Regions from separate parts of the Oryzias latipes genome. Here region 2 is linked to region 1. The links are chromatin contacts, called in public Hi-C maps. All regions are on one chromosome and are shown on one strand. Each heading gives the region's core, a stretch centred on a gene start, on an enhancer-like site or on the middle of the called end of the contact. The rest is flanking DNA. Distances are from core to core; before and after follow the strand shown.

The links. Hi-C and Micro-C count contacts between places; a contact is called where the count stands out from the background.
Region 2: a contact with region 1 is called in a Hi-C map of gastrula embryo, with 1.7 times the contacts expected there. The contact joins the promoter of mlf1 here to the enhancer-like site in region 1. A contact is called at or near these places in 2 of 5 Hi-C or Micro-C datasets (embryo and gastrula embryo).

The regions. Positions count from the first base shown.
Region 1 is chr13:15,310,395-15,315,945 of ASM223467v1, reverse strand. shox2 (short stature homeobox protein 2) reads left to right here. Exons shown (of 5, transcript XM_023961891.1): 3 at 1,347-1,404; 4 at 1,696-1,784; 5 at 2,776-5,454. The coding sequence ends at 3,033. Among protein-coding and RNA genes, the nearest start is that of shox2, 5.7 kb to the left of the region's middle. Within about 2 kb of position 3,370, at least 4 of the 8 cell types and tissues checked have an H3K27ac peak or open chromatin away from gene starts, as enhancers often do. A contact at or near this core is called in embryo and gastrula embryo, where this site is marked.
Region 2 is chr13:15,452,017-15,457,645 of ASM223467v1, reverse strand. It overlaps mlf1 (myeloid leukemia factor 1), which reads right to left and starts at 1,868. Exons shown (of 7, transcript XM_023961513.1): 1 at 1,631-1,868; 2 at 842-998. The coding sequence starts at 1,677. It overlaps rsrc1 (serine/Arginine-related protein 53), which reads right to left. Exons shown (of 10, transcript XM_011482566.3): 9 at 4,324-4,431; 10 at 2,450-2,676. The coding sequence ends at 2,584. LOC105355429 (a long non-coding RNA gene) reads left to right here. Exons shown (of 2, transcript XR_909844.2): 2 at 1-92.

The DNA.
Region 1 (5,551 bases), core at 2,121-4,620:
TCCTCAAAACATTTGGATGTATTCCTCGTGTGCCTTCATGGCCAAGGCTCAGGGATGGACAGAGTATTTGCTGGGGTGGGGTTCCCTAAGCTAGCTACACACGCACAGCCTTCGCCCCCCCCCCCCCCCCCAAAAAAAAAAAAAGTTAAAACCTGCTTTTTGCAGGGCTCCACAAGCCTGAACTGGAATCTCACTATTAAGGCGCATTGTGCCCCGAACAAGGAGCACAGCTCGGGGATTTGCATAAATTATGTATTATTTTCAACCCAAATCAAGACCAGCTCTCCCTCTACCCCCTTTTATCTCCACTGGAGTGTAATGTTTCTTTATATTTTTTAAACAGCTGTGCGTAAAAGGCCACACATTTATTTTCGACTTAAACTGTGCTTCAATCGATAACAGCACTGCATCTGCTTTTATCATCGCCATAAATTATTACTTGAAGCGTGCGCAAAAAAGGGACTTCCGAGTGACATACACTGTGATCAATAAACGAAGCCAGCTGACAGCCAGATCAATATGATATTTCAATCATGCTTTCCCTGTGTGTTTATGGGCCCAGACGTAATTGAGCCCGGAGACTGACACGTTGCATTGTGCGCTGATTTAGCGCGAGTTACGGGAGATTCAAAGGAGATTATCATGGCAATGAATCGTTTAATCTGTGTTCCGAGGCGTTTCTCTGAAATTGACGCTTGTCAATTTCAACAGAAGGAGAAGAGAGCCGTCAGATCTGTTTGATTTTTTCTGTCCCCTTTGTGCAAAGTAAGTGCTGTGGCGGCGATCAGACAGAACTGTCAGACATTTAAGCGATTCTCTGACGCGCGTTTTTTTTTTTTTTTTGCAGCAGATAATGTAATTAATTTCATCGGTCATTTAATGAGAGCGAGACGGAAAGAAAAGGAGCGAGATGCTCTCAGATCGCTCTGCTGTGATGTCCAAACCCGTAATGGTACTGCTGCAATTCGATATCCAACAGTCTATTCAACCCCTCGGGGACCCTCATCTATAGAAAGATGAAACCGGCGCTGACAAGGATATTTATTATAGTCCAATAGTCCCGCACATTTCCAACAAGAGCGCTTCTTTTCTCCCAATAAGAGTTTCATATCAGACTTGCTCACGTTCCCTTTTAGCCCTGCTGTTTCTGTCTCTGTTCTCTCTGCTCCAACCCCCACTCCGCCTTGTTGTAGACTAAATGTAATAATTAAAATCCGGGGTTAAGCAGCGTCATTAATATTTCAGTGCTCCTCGGGGATATTGTTTTTCTGCGGTTGTTGTCACTACACACGGCCTCACAAGCAGCTGCCAATCAGTGGGTCTCTAATTAATTTCTGTCCCTGCAGGTTTGGTTCCAGAATAGAAGAGCCAAATGTAGAAAGCAGGAGAACCAGTTGCACAAAGGTACCTCCAGCATTTTATTCTATTCTATTCTATTCTATTCTATTCTATTCTATTCTATTCTATTCTATTCTATTCTATTCTATTCTATTGCACCCAACCTGCTTGTGCGCTACTGTGCGTGCGCAAAATTTCCAGCTAAATGATGCTTACATTTTCCAATTGGAATTAATTTGGTGGATTCTTTAATTAAATTTTCACAAGGAATGATCGGTCTTCCAGTTTGTTTCATGTTATGGTGAATATTTCTCCTAAAACTAAGACGGAACGTTCCCCCCTTGCATGTCACTGCAGGAGTCCTGATTGGAGCAGCGAATCAGTTTGAAGCTTGTCGTGTAGCACCATATGTCAACGTCGGGGCTTTACGGATGCCATTCCAACAGGCAAGTTACTTTAAATGGTTTCATCTTGAAAACCAGACTGGTCTCCATAGCTTCTATATGCCCACTACGCTCTATATCCCCTCTACCCCCACCATCGCCTGTGCGCAACTGTTGTTTTGGCCTTGGCACAGGTTATGGCCCAAGTGCTGCAGAAACTCACTGTATAACTTGAGGGGAAATAAACTCATTACAGACATTTTTATGGGATAAAGGGATATAATTTTGCATGAGTGGAAAGTTTATTGTAAGTCCCAAAAGGTATAAAATTGGTTTTGTGGCGCAAAGCTCCAAGGTGTTGTTTCGGTTTCATAATAAACAGCAGACTGCGGAGGTCAGTAAAAGTATGGACAGAACGGCATTCATGGTTCTTCAACTGCTTGCAGCAGCCTTCCCTTTGGATGGAAGACTTGCTGTACAAAAAAGCTACGGTTTATGCTTAGACTCTAGAAATGAAACACATGTCGCCCTTAATACTTAATAGTAATATTTTTTTAAGTGAACATAATATTCACAGGAAGCTTTGCACCAACTTGCTTTAAACCAAATAGCTTAAACAGAATACATTCAACAAAAAGTACATTAAAAGAACAACATCTGCTTAAAAATGAATAAAATAGTCTCTGGAATGCACAGCATTACAGTAAGTGTGTACTTTATTAACTTTTAATGATAAAACCACTCCAATTTTTCTACAGTTCTATGTTTTTCCTTATTTTTAGTTTGCATTTTTCTCCCAAATCATTGCATATTGATGCTTGTGTATGAGTGGGGGTTTCACTAAAGAGAAACAGCCTCTCTAAGGCGACCCTTGTGCGTCATGCTCATGAACATCATCATCATTGTATGGATGAAAGATGCAGTCTCTTTAGTAAAAAATGATCCTTCAAGCAACCCACTGCAAAGTTAACGCATGTTCTCCCCCTTCTCTTCCCCATCCGTGCGTCCCGTCCCGTAGGATAGTCATTGCAACGTGCCGCCCTTCTCCTTTCAGGTGCAGGCGCAGCTGCAACTGGACAGCGCCGTGGCCCACGCGCAGCACCACCTGCACTCGCACCTGGCTGCGCATGCGCCCTACATGATGTTCCCCGCGCCACCGTTCGGACTCCCGCTGGCCACGCTTGCGGCGGAGTCCGCCTCCGCCGCCTCCGTGGTCGCCGCCGCCGCGGCAGCCAAAAACACCAGCAAGAACTCCAGCATCGCCGACCTGAGACTGAAGGCCAAAAAGCACACGGCCGCTTTGGGACTGTGACGCCATGGAGACGCCAGGACACGAGGCGTGGACACCGTCCGGCACTGAACAAAAACCCTCACAAAGTGGACCCCCCCCCCAACAAATATTCCTGGGACAAACTGAAAAAAAATCCGTTAGCCATGGACGTATTAATTTATGCTTTGTAAATGAAGGAGGAGGAGAATAAAGAATAAATATAGGCTATTTATGAAATAGAGAGGACAATGACAAAAATAGCCTCCATTTTTTTTATTTCAAGCCAAAAAGAGTGGCTTCATGCACCAGGAGGAGCCTGCTCTGCAGACACATGGCTGAAGAGGCCGGTGGGACACCCTGAGGAGGCGCATGAAGGAGGAGGAGGAGGAGGAGGAAGCAGCTGGCACGGTCGATACTTTGTCAAACAAAGCGAACCACTCTGCAGTTGTACTGTTCGTGTTCGGTTTTAACGTGATATTATTGTTGCTCTGATTCTACTTCGTTCATAAAGAGGCTGGCCTCATCATATTTCAAAAAACAAACAAAAAAACTTTCTCTGCAAAAGGACGGAGAGGGAAACCTTTGGCAAATAAAAAGACAACTTAGGAGTTGTTCCTTCTTCTGTTTCATGTCCAGTTTGGAGGAAAGAAAAAAAAAAACAATGCCTCTGCGGTGTTTGCATGAGTTTGTGAGCCACCTTTCCCCCCGTTTGGTCCCGTCTCCTCTGTCCTTTTAACGCGTGAATGTTGGGGCCTGCGTGACCTTCTCCTTGGACCTTTTTGGCCAACAGACGTGAGGTTGTGAGACACGCACAGGCTTTGTTAAACGTGACCATACTTCCATTCATATTAACAAACTGATGTCCTTTTGAAGGAGTCACAGCCAACAACAACAACACTTAGGGGAGTTAGGTTTACGCAAACCGGTACGGGCACCTGTAAGATATGTTAATACACAAGAAACATGCATTATTTTTTATTATTTAGTGGCTTTATGAATGCCTTGTGGGAAATTTGATCCTTTTTTAAAAACTTTGTTTCTGTGTAATAAATTCACGTGCTTAGCCGATGTAATTTTGATGTTTTTTTAAAATAAAAATCTCACCTGAGGCAGGGGTTTCTTAAAAAAAAAGAAAGAGTATTCATGAAATTGTTTTACTTTTTTCCATAACATGTGAGACGTGAATTAACGAAATGTCTTTCGTTCTCATAATAAATCAACTAAAGTTTCTTAAATGAGTTGACTTTTTTATTTTTTTAACAATTCAATCGTTTTTTTAACAAATTATTATTACTATTATTATGATTATTTTTATTATTAGTGTTGTTGTCGTTATACCACCGAGAGGAACTGATCTTAAATAATTCATGACTTTAGCTGGAGCTCTTTTGATAACGTCACTGTTGTGACAGGCCCGTTTAGTCGCGAACATTGCTGTCTGTTGCTGCGCCAAAAACCGATGCATTATTCATTGTTCGGTTTGGAGGGCTTGTACTTGAGGGCTGATCATTTCTAATACCAACTAAACGGCCAGATAAAGGACAAATCTACCGGATGAATTAAAAAATATCCACTTTTGAAACATTCAAAAATATATTCTTTGGACAAAAAGTTTTTTAAAAATCGTTTTTAAGGCTTTTCATTATTTTTTAACAAATGTTACAGAAAATACGATTCAAAACTAACAACAGTAAACTCATAATTAGTTTAAAAACACATGTATTTAGTTAACATTAATTATAGCCCTTAAACAAATACATTTAGCACATTTTAAATAGATAATGTCAATAATTCTGAATACAAAAGTGCTCTGATTTTGATGTAATACTTTTTGCTTTTTTTTATTTTCGAAAAGTGGATGATATGAAATATATGTAAAGTTTATCACCACTAATACAATGAATGTTTTTACCTGCATCTAAAAATGATCTAATTCGCTTCCTAACATGTTAACCGCCTCTATTGAACATTTAATAAACACCTGACACAAGAGCGTATAATTATAGGAATCCAGCTCCCATTAGCTCTCCAATCTTTCCACAAACACAATGTCTTAAGCTATTAATTAATACTGATTTCACCGAGACTGTAGACGGGTCCACAGTGTTTGCGCACCTCAGCGTTTGGGGCAGGATTTAGACGCCAAAAGTATTGAATTATCGATTCGGAGCCTCGCCAGTAATGGAGGGCATGGAAGTGTGTGTGGGAAGGAAACCGCTGAGCGGGAGTGCGCGTGCTGTCCTTCGTTGGAACACATGCACTGGGGTCGGGGGCGCGCAAATCCTGGACTGTCCCATAAAAAAATAAATACTCCCAATCCCATGCAGTAACATCAAATTGTTCAGTTTTCTTTACTAACAGTTTGGAGAAATTATAATAATTAAAATTGCACTGTCTTTGGATTTTGACAACACAATTTGAATAATACAACTATGTTTTAAGTGGATTAAAATGTCCTAAAGCTCAGGTGTCACTGTGTGTGTATTTTGTTTTGAAGAGCAGTGAAAACATGGGTTTCATGAGTGGCCCATCAGCTATCAGGATGTCCTGAGATGTAATG
Region 2 (5,629 bases), core at 619-3,118, 140 kb before region 1:
TGCCATAATTTATTAACAAGCCACAAAAAGTACAAAAACATCTCATCCTAATTGTACACCTAACTGGCATTTGAATAAACTTTTGAAGAGTATCTTCATGTCATCTGAGGTCACTCTGTTGAAGTACTTTGAGCTGCTAATGGATTCTACAGATGAGAAAGCAGACGGCTGGGGACTGAAGGGACACTTCTCACGTCCGTCATCATCAAGGATACAAATACAAAAGCAGGTGATGTTTGATTCAGCTGGGAAAAGGGCAGTTTTCAGATCATACAGGTTTTAAAACTACAAACCTCTCGTCTTGGTGCAAGCTGGTAAAGTTAGTATCAAGATGTCCCAGTACGCGCAAGAGTCCCAGACTTCTCCAACCCTTCCTGCCATGACCATGTACTGCAATCTCTCACCATCATAGATGAGAAGAACATCAATGGGGCACCCATGACCAAAGTGAGTAATATCAAAGATGGAGCTATTTCCAGCTGAGCAGAGCTCTCAGGGGGGTTTTATGGCCAAAGAAGTCTGTGTGGGTATTTGTAAGAAAACAGTGTCAGTGGAACAATGCCCTATAAATAGGACTTGGAAGGGCTAGATAGAATTGTCCAGCGAGGCCAACGGGGTCGCCCTTCCACAAACTCAGAAACTCTGCTACAGTTTAACGGCCACTGGCCAGCTTCCAGCCAGCACTACACCTATGTCAAATGTCAACAAATGTCCCACTATTCGAGTTAGCCAAAGGACTTATAAGTCGCTTTCCTTATTCTATAGGCAAAGTTTTCTAGTTCACAAGTTGAGTTTTTAAGGTCCTAAAAAAAGTTTTTCCCCCCCCCATTAGTGTTCTCACCCTGTGCTCATTTCTCAGGGCCAGAGAGGATGAGGTGAAAGGATCTGCCACACGGTTCCTTCCATCCGTTACACTGGGCATTAAAGAAGTCCCAAAAGGCTCTGAAAGGCTGCGCATCATACGGTGGACATGCTCCCTGTGAGCATGAAACGGATCTCTGTGGAACAAGAAAAATATTTTCAATAAAACAAACAAACAAAAATAACAAGCAAGCAAGCAGGGAAGTTGAAGGTGGTATGTGTATTTTTAATGCCTCCTTTTTCGTTCATCAGCTTAGTTGGGGGGGGGGGGGTCAACTCAGATGAATGCAGCACGCTGGAACAGGAGCCTCTGTCCTAAAATAATTTCAGCTACTTGACTTCGAAGTTGGGTCAAGTGTGGCTAACGCGCTGACCCATGTCTGTGGCTGAAGGACAGGGACGTTCAAACCCAAACAACAGGGCGGTTATATAGGGACGTTTTTAACCTTTCAATCAGCACAGCAACCGTTCCATTAGGCTGTATAGCAAACCGAACAAATAATATAACTTTATTCATTTTATTAATAAAACACAATTGACTTAATTGTCTTGAGGATAATATGTATATAGAGTTTTACATTTGATATAAAAAGCGACCATTTGAATGAACTTGTATGCATTATTTGCCTGCATGTCATTTTAGCTAAAACATGTGGCAAGTATATGATTAATTGCTAGCAAAACAGTTAGTTGTATTAAACCACACCAAACACATACCAAAGTAAAAATAAAATATCATGTACACATTTTGAACAGTTTAATTACTTACGAAAAAAACGGGTCGTCTTCAAAATCCCCAAGCATCCTGTTGAACATTTTCTTTAACTTTCGAAGATTTTAACGGAGTTTAGAGAAAAATAGTCCGTCTGTGCGCGCGCCCGTTGCCTCTCTGCGGCTGAATACCTCCGAGAGCCCAGCAGCTCTGAGCTCTGACGCAGATCACGTGACAGGAACGCCGCTACCGCATTGGTTGCTCACAGGGAGTTTCGACCGGGTTGCACCTACTCGCTTCATGTTGTCAAGACGCTGCCATGACAACGCCACTTGAGAAGATTCTTGAAAATTAAGCCTTTTCTTATCTGACTAGAGCAGCTCCCCACGAGGGAGGTTATCTCAATTATCCATATAAGGCCAATTTAATTGCATTTACTTACTTTTAAATAGAACAGAGAAAATAGTTCTTGGCATGATTAATGCAATTCAAAGATGAACTATTCAATCCTTTGTTTTGAAAAGATTTATAGCTTTATTCATAAAGCCATACTGGGGAGCATCTACCTGCAGGTAAAACAGTCAAAAGTACCCTAAAAACAATTATTCAAGCAGCCAAAGCATAAAGGGTGGGTTTGTTCAAGTCTGTGCACCTTCTTAATCATAATTCTATTACGGCACAGACTATTTGAAGAGCATAAGAGTTATACGTCAGGTCCCAGGCTCAGTGTAGATTTACAGTGTGGCAGTTCCACAAGTAGACTTGTGAGTTTACTCACTGCCAAGAATCTACCTTTACTTAAACAGAAGCACAGCACCGAGAAAACATCAACACAAGGCATTTATCCTTTACATAACCAAATAGCCAACGCATATATAGGGACAACAGCTCGTTCTTTATTTATTTTAGTAAAAGTAGACATATCAACATATCAGGACTGATTGGAAACAAAAAACATGACAAAACATCACACAGATTGTGATGCTATAAAAATCACTGTCTTCTTGTCTTCAAGTAACAGGGCTTCCCATCAGCCTCTCTTGTCGCAGTGAGACCAGTCTGTTCAGCCAAAGCTCCTCAGCCTGCTCCTTGTCCACGAACAGCTGCAGGACAGTGCAGAAAGGACATGTTACTAAGCACAAAGACATAAACAAAATCACAGTCTTCATATTTGACAAATATGGAGTCCTACTTTGGTGAACATACTGGAATAAAATATAAAACAATAGAATTTTTATATTGTATGTGAGGTCAAAATGTTTTACAGGCTGTAGTTTGAAACCTTAGTGCTTTACATAGCTTTGCTTTACTTTTGCCAACATTCAACATACAGAAATATATGCAGTGACGTGTATTTACAGCCTGTGCAAATACATGTCTGTATGACCAAGCCCAAAGTCTAAGTTGTGCGTATTGTGTGTTCATGTGTGTGTTCAGGCTGATTTCCTCATCACCTCACACTCTGACAGAAACAAATGGCTTCTGATCCCATGCAAGTTTATGACACAGTTATCAGTATTTCCCACTGACATCCATGTGACCTCAGTGTAGTTGCTGGCACAGAGACAATGTTATAATGTATTGAGGTCTTTTCATGGCCCTTTTCTGGTCATATCTGCTCAGTTTCAATTTCACACGAGTTTCAACATATAACTCATAATCTCAGCCTCGTGTGGGTTTTTATTTATTGTGGAGCATTGCAAGCAGAGGTGATATTGATTGTAAAGGGGCTATAAAACGGCTGCTGCAAGTGTCTGATGAATGACAGCATCTGTTTATTAGGGAGTAACATAAATGACTGAGAAGTAAAGCACTGAGGCGGACGGGAGGTTTTTTTTCCCCCATTCTCGTTGCATGTATTTATCTGAGGATGAGGAACAATGTTGACATGCTGGCAGTGTGTATATACTGTACATCGATGTGCTGATAAGATGGCATTATGCAGATGGCTGGCCCCCCGCCTCGAGCATGTCAATCTTTCATTTCCAACTCGAGCTGCTTTACAGCTGCAGTGCACGTTATCTGCGTGTAAGATTCGACACCAGTAGGGTTCTGTCTGTCGGCTCTGTGCGAGTGTCATGGTGCTAATGAGGCTGTGTGTGTGGGATGACAGTATCTGAGCTGGGCTAATGGGACTCATCTGTTCTAATGGGATGTGGAGCTGGAGCTGGAGCTGGGGCCAGGGCCCGCCTGGGGCATATTGCAACCATACATCAGCCTGTCTGAGAGTCTTTGCCTGTGTGTGTGTTGGGCTGGGGGGCATTGTGCTTGTATGTGAGTGGGTTATCTGCATACATCAGGGCATAACTTAGTTTTCCTAGTGGAGATAGATGAGTGTGAAGCCCCAGGGAGTGTTATTGGAGTTTAAAGTTTTCCTCCTCGTTTTTCATGATTGGTTTGCAGTCAGAGGAAGAGGTGATGTTAGAAGGCTATGTCGTGTACAATTTGATGCACTGACTTCGTACACTGCAATGAAGTGAATATTGTGGTAGTATTGGTAGCAGGATTTGCAGTTCTAAAAGAAGAAAAAAAGTTTACCAACTATGTCTATGAATCTGTAAACTCAAACCCTATACACAAATCAAAAATGCAGCAAATAAAAGATCAAGAAATGAAACCAATTTATCTAAGCTTCCCAATTAAGCAATTATTGGTTCCAAGACTTTTAAGAAAACTCTAGAAAGCCGGTTGATGGCTCGAGGGGACACAAAAGAAGATAATGAGAAAGGGTTTGTCAGAGGAGAACTTACACTGGGATGGGCAAGCGTGTCATTGTCATTGTAGATTATAGATGTGGGAAGAGAGATGTCCTGAGAATACGCCCTCTCTGACTCCACTTTCACCTCAGCTGGCTCAGTCTGTGCTTCCCAAAACACACAAAACACAACAAATCTGTGACTTTTAATCTGAAATGAATATTATTGAAAGCTGAAACTGAGCACAAATTGAACTGGACAGAATTAACAAGCAGCCGTATAGTACAATGGAAACAAAATACGTGCATAGAATGCTACCAAATATGGAGTTTGAACACACTGTATTATAAAACTATAATGGATTATAATTCAGTGTTTATTTTAGGCACATTCATTTAAAAAAAGAATATAGACATGAATCATTTTAAAAGCATGAGATGTTGAATTTGGACACAAATGTAAAAAAAAAAAGTTTTTGTAATTTGATATTTGTCCAGCAGATGGCACTAACAGAGCAGCTTATTAGGTAAAAAAAACATACAAATGACCAGAATGAATTTATAGGTTTATAGGTTATCAGTAGAGATTGCTTCACTCCAAGTAAATATTGAATACTAAAATATTTAGATCATTATGAAAAGGTCCTTATTTGAGATTTGAATTATGAACAGATGGTCGGAATTACTTTCAAATAGAGGTAGAAAATAAAATCCTTGAAAGTAAAATACATTTGTTTCTAGCTGACTGTTGTCCTCTTTTGGTACTTTGACACACACACACAAAATACTTATTTCACATAAGTGCAATGGTGTCATCTGCGTTATACTGCCAAAAGACAAAATGTTAGAAAACTTTGTTAGAAATCATAAATACTATATGTACCCTAAAAGTACAATACAGAAGGAAAAGCTAAAAACAACAAAAAAAACAACAACTTTTAAGTAGATTTTGTTTACTAAGATCAATGAAGGTGTTAAAGTTTTGAATTTTATGTCTTAAAACTGTCATAACCACCATATTTTAATAAAAGGCGTGTTTTGTTTTTCGTTCATAAGAAAGAAGAAATATCAGAATAAACACTGTGGAGACCGTGTATCTTTAAGAATCTTAACAGCAGCTTTAGAGCAAATGTTTACCAAGCTGGAAGTAGCTTTTTGAGGTTTATTTGGCACGATACTAAAAGTGAGAAGGATGTGAAACACACAGACCAAGAAAGATGATGTTGAGCCAAATAGCAGACACTAAAACTACTCATTATAGTCTTGTGGACTGATATGCAGAATATCCATTTTTAATGAATGCAGCTGGCTTTAAAGGAAGCACGTTTGCTTTTTTTAGTTTCTTAAATATATTTAGAAAG